2 separate regions of the Zea mays genome follow, and region 2 is linked to region 1. A link is a contact called in public Hi-C data. All regions are on one chromosome and are shown on one strand. Each heading gives the region's core, a stretch centred on a gene start, on an enhancer-like site or on the middle of the called end of the contact. The rest is flanking DNA. Distances are from core to core; before and after follow the strand shown. Region 1 holds the start of LOC100274437 (Ribosomal protein L22p/L17e-like). Region 2 holds the start of LOC541928 (alpha-amylase/trypsin inhibitor superfamily).

Evidence for each region. Hi-C and Micro-C count contacts between places; a contact is called where the count stands out from the background.
Region 2: a contact with region 1 is called in a Hi-C map of ear, with 2.1 times the contacts expected there. The contact joins the promoter of LOC541928 here to the promoter of LOC100274437 in region 1. A contact is called at or near these places in 3 of 25 Hi-C or Micro-C datasets (ear, endosperm and leaf).

Annotation. Positions count from the first base shown.
Region 1 is chr2:164,437,939-164,440,774 of Zm-B73-REFERENCE-NAM-5.0, reverse strand. LOC100274437 (Ribosomal protein L22p/L17e-like) reads left to right here and starts at 1,413. Exons shown (of 6, transcript NM_001148796.1): 1 at 1,413-1,618; 2 at 1,736-1,811; 3 at 1,990-2,145; 4 at 2,690-2,800. The coding sequence starts at 1,431.
Region 2 is chr2:164,586,428-164,589,252 of Zm-B73-REFERENCE-NAM-5.0, reverse strand. It overlaps LOC541928 (alpha-amylase/trypsin inhibitor superfamily), which reads right to left and starts at 1,515. Exons shown (of 1, transcript NM_001111591.1): 1 at 732-1,515. The coding sequence starts at 1,430. The coding sequence ends at 873.

The DNA.
Region 1 (2,836 bases), core at 164-2,663:
ACAGGTCCTCTACAGCTTCTTGCATCTCTACTGCTGACGGGAGGGAAGGGAGCGGATCTGGTGATCCGTGGTAACGTAGTTCTCAACAAAAAGGTGGTATGCACATCAACAACTTGGCATACAGGCTAGGGATGAAAACGGTTTCGGAATTTTTCGGAATTCTGGAAACCGTTTTCGATTTTTTTCGATCGGAATCGTCGGTATCGGTATTTCTCGAAATCTGAATCGGTCATCGGAATTTTAGATCGGAATCAGTACATCCCTTTACCGACCGTTTTCTTCGGTTACCGTTTTGGATCGGAATTTACCGAATTCAAAATTCGGAATTTACCGAAACTCATGGCCCAGCCCAATTTCTAAAATTTAAATTCACAACTCATGGGCGGCCATAGGAGCAAGCAGCCCAGCAGGCCACCACAACCCATCTGCCGTCGGCCACCACAGTCCACTTCCAGTCTTCCGTCGCCCTCGCCCAGGCACAACCCCATGCCCGCACAGCAAGCACTACAACCCACTGGCTACTGCCGCACAGCAAGCCCACTGGCCACTGCCGCACAACAAGCCCCACGCATTGCACTTGCCCTGCACTCGGCGAACATAGGACACACTGCTAGGTACTACCATACTAGAAGTTTAGAACACCGTAGTCCACCGTTGAAGCTACAGGAAACAAATGGTAGATAATTTTTATGCGCTGAAAATGCTTACCGGTTTTTTTAATGATTAGTCACATTGATGCTTTACTGAGTGCCATATCATGGGCTTTAAAGTACGTGGGGTGTTCATATAAAATACTACGGAGTAATAACACATATCCAAAACATGTGTTATCCAAAACAGGTGTTCGCTCAAACAAAAAATCCGATAAAAAAGGTTACTGATTGTATTGTGTTATCCAAAACATGTGAATTTGTGTTTTTGTGATATTTGTAAACTTTGTTGTATTGTGATATTTTCATATTGATATGGTTACCGATTGTATTTTAGATTCCGACCGATACCGATGTTTTTTTTACCGAACTTCCGTTTTCGATGATTCCAAAATACCGATGTCGTTTCCGTTTCCGGAATTACCGTTTCCAATTTCGTTTCCGATAAAAAATATGAAAACGGTAACAGTTTTAATGTTTTCCGATCGTTTCCGACCGTTTTTATCCCTATTACAGGCCACTCACGCACACAGACTAGGCCTATGACCCCACATTGTCCTTAGGGCTTATGCCCATAACAAATGGCCAGCCATCAATGCCGCCGCTTGCCGAGCAAGAAGGCAGACTAGATGGAGTATTGGGCCGCAAGTAAAAATGGGCCTGCAAGTCCAGCGTGCTGCACGGTTAGACGAGGAGCAGCCTATGCCGGCCCTAAACCCGTGTCCCCCTCGTTTCCGCTCTTCTGCTCCTCGCGCCGCCGCAGCGACCCGACGACAGGTAATGGCTTCCGCCGCGGTGCTCCGGAACGCCGGATCTCGCCGCCTCTTCTCCTACCCCACCCTCCGTGCTGCTGCAATCTCGGGACCCGCCGTGCTACCAGATGCGCCCGTGGCGGCGTCGGTGGCGGCCCAGCCGCCCCCGCTGGCCTGGACACTCTGGGCGATGTCCATGGCCACCTTCACACGCACGTGAGTACTCCTTGGTTCAGATTCGTTCCATGCACACTACACTGTTCGAAGCTATCCATTTTCATGGATTCCTTTGCTTCGTGTGATTCACATTCCAACCCGGATCAATCTGCGCAGGAAGCCCCATGTGAACGTCGGCACCCTTGGGCACGTCGATCACGGCAAAACCAGTCTCACTGCCGCTATTACCAAGGTTCGGTGCGTTAGACATGATCATCCTTCAATTATGATGGCTATTCCACTCCGATTAGGGATACTAATTTTGTTTTCCCTGGATTACTTGGTCGATCAAAACACACCAAGCTGAATTTGCAGGGAGTATTTAAGTGTCTAGAGTAACTATTTACATGGACCTCGGCACTTTGTTTCAGGGAATATCAACTACAAGGAATTTGCTTGCAGATGATGCTATGGTGCCTATCTCCTCTCCTTTGACTCCTCCACTAGGTGACAGTGAAGAAACTGACAAAAAGGGGGCTGTGGTAAAACGCCTAAAGGTCCAAGCCATAAAAAAAGATATCAAACAGGTAAACCAACACTGCAGAACCAGTTATTATTTTGCTTGTATGAAACAGCTATCAATTTGCTATTTGAATTGACAGCATATCTATGAATGTGTAGACAATCATAAATTAGCTGTACTTGGCTATTTTATGCATGTGTGTTTCTCTGGAATAGTGAATTATGGCTTCGTGAGATTTCAATGCTTCCGTAATACAAATTCCTAAACTGCTGTTGCTGAGTGCTTGTTTGTACAAATTCGGCTCAGATTGAATTACTAAACACTTGATAATGATACTAAGCATATATAGTGACAAAGATAGTGTTTGGTTTAAGTAATCATTCCATTCAAAATGAGGTGGTGCATCATAGATCCATTCATCAAATTTGGTGGGATGACTCCATTCCTCATATTAGTATTAACTAATTAACTCATTCCTCAAACCAAACACCCTAAAAGAGGAGGAACGCTGTACAGATTTCATTAACTCGTATATTGGGCATTCTGTAATCTATTGTCATCAAGAGATCTATGCATCTTATGTTTCTGAAGCCTTCTGGCTATTTTAGAGTCCCAAGAAGGTGAATCTAGTAGCAAAGCTGGTTCGAGGTATGCGTGTAGAAGATGCCCTACTGCAGCTGCAAGTGACTGTTAAAAGGGCTGCCAAAACCGTTTACCAGGTCCGTGCTTGTGGAACTCTTAACCATTCAACTGTT
Region 2 (2,825 bases), core at 266-2,765, 150 kb before region 1:
TTCCTCTAATCTTCACCTCTCTTCGGCTCTACGTCGTTTAGAGGCGTCTTGGGTGGTCTGTCGATCCCAAGTCAAACCCTAGGATCTCTCCTCCCCCACGGGGTCCCTTTCGGAACTAAGATTCAGGTGCTGTTGGCGAACTCTGTCGACTCTGCGCACGCGCGGACCGTTCGGCTCGTTAGGCAGAAACCCTAGCCTCTGCGCCAGGTCGAGGATCTTCCAGCCCTCGGCCGTGGACCATCCATGTGTCCGCAGAGAGCATCGCCGTAGGTACGCATCGTAGTGATTGGTGACCGAATCAGCGCCAACAAAATTCTAGGTGTGATAGATATGTGATCAGCAATGACGGCTGCAAAGTCCCCTCATGCTGCCAAGCAAAACACTGGTTGCAACCTGTGTACCCCCAAATTCTGTTCAAACAAATCTTCAACTGGCCCTATATATAAAAAAACAAATCTTCAAAACTGGTAGCTTGCATCCTCCAGATTTCTGTTTCACAAGACTCCATTTCAGCAAAAAGCACACAAATGCATTATATATACATCAATTGGCAGCTTTTGGCTTCACCTTAATTTCTTATGTTCCACTTCACATTTCCATTTAATTAGAGGAAGGACCGGTGAAGTAAATCGCTCACATTTTCTCATGCACGTTGGGAGATCAGATCTTTGCTTGCATTGGATGGGGACGAGCCTAGCTACTTCCAAGTATAACAGGAATCGTTAATTATATCACAAGAACAAATCCGGATCCCCTTTAATTATTGTTCCGGATGAACGATCCGAGAAATGCATTCATCTTCTTGCTGTGCTTATTATTCAGACATATGAGCTAGCTACAAGCTCATTCCTCATGCACTATGCTCTTCGCAGTTACTTGGAGGGCATCGTTCCGCCGCCGAGAATCCAGGGGCATTCGGCGACGCCGCTGATGGTGGCCAGGTTGCACTCGGCCTCCGTGACGAGGGTGGCGGCGAATCCCCTCTGCACCTCCCGCGGGCAGCCCGGCAGGTCCTCTAGGCGGCCCTCCAGCTGCGCGTCCGGGCCCGGCGGGATCGCGCCGTCCATGAGGATGCTCAGCGCCGTGCACCGGCAGTACGCCGGGATGTCCGCCAGCTCCCGGCAGCATCTCCTCTTCAGCTCCGGCCACGGGAGGCGCGGCCCGATGCCGCAGGTCCGGCTGGTCACGTACCAGCGGCAGCTCGGGAGCGGGTTGTGCGGGATGGCCCACCCCGGCACGCAGGAGGTCCCGGCGCTGGCGCTGGCAGCCGCGAGCACGGAGAGCAGGACGGCGGCTGCGAGGATGAGGCGGCGGTGGCTGCTGCTAGACGACGACGCCATTAATTCCCCTGTCGACGGCCTCTCGATGGATTTCTTGGTGCAATTTGCGTTGGTGACTTGGAAGATGGAGGAGCACCATGTGAGTGGCATGTATTTATTGAGAAAGAAAGACACGGAAGAAGCTAGGCTGGCATGGCAAGTGATATACGTATGAGCTGCTTGATGGAGTCTTCTCGAACTGAAATTTGGACGATGACAATGATGAGTTGGAGCTTTATTTATGGGGATGAATCATATATAATATGGCAGTATGTGTAACTATAGTTGGCAGAAAGCACGAGGATACACCGGTACGGGGCACGGCGTTTGAGCCCGCGTACGAGCACGTTCCGGCAGAGGCCACACCACATTATCGTGCCCGGGTGCCAGTGCAGCATGGTAAAAACAAGAAATGGTACTAGCTAGACTCAAATTCACTACTCATTTTTAGAAATTGAAATTTACTTAATAAAATAACATTTTTGGCTTGGAATTTGATATTCCACCACTTTTCAATGTTCAAATATATACGTCCATCTCAAATTTATGAGGTGAAGAATGAAAAATGATTTCATGTATCGGTAGAATATGTTTATACTCTGCAACTTATAGGACGCTCTTCGGCTCACTTCTCTAGTCCTCTATAGTACAAATATAGCATATAAATATCTCCGACATCTTACTAATAATAGCATACAAATATATTTTGCATAAAATTGTATTGGCTTAATTGATATATATATGTGTCTAAATTACTATTATTATAATGGAATTCAATTCTAAAGATCCAAACGGGCCTACATTTATTTGCTAATCTATTTATTTTCTTAAGCTGTGCACCGGGTATCAGTGGTGGAGCCAGGATTTCTCTAAGTATAGAGCCGGATATAACACTAAAAAATATTCATACCGACTAAAAATTTTAAATCGCAAAAATACATAGATAATGCCACGCATGAACTTTATTTGGATACAATAATTGTAATTAAAATAAAATTGGCTTAAATAAACGGTTAACTAATTAAAAATAATGATAGATCTTCGTCTCTATAACCAATTTATCAATTATTTGGGTGGCTTTCATTAGCAAAATGATACTTGTTTACATCACCAGCAGAAAAATTAAAGAAGAAAAAAGGATGTTTGATTTATTCGAAGTTAATGTTCTCATTCCTCAAGCAGATTTTAGGCGGAGATTTTAGCAAATCTTCTGAAGTATCCATATACAATACAATATCTCTAAATACTACGCAATTGGCTGGCTGCCTACTGGCTGCAGTCCACAGCCTCTGGGCGCCTGCTTGCCACGCTAACTGCGCCCGCCTACACGCCATGAGAATTTCCACGCTAAACTGCATGTTGTGCGGCTGCTTGCCTGCCTGTACGCCACGCTTCACGCCACACCACTCGTGGCTATTTCTCTTCTAACCTTAGTTGGCTAGTCCAAAAGTAGGGCACATGCCCTAGTGGCTATAGGCCTATCTCAGCCCCTGACGGTATATTTCT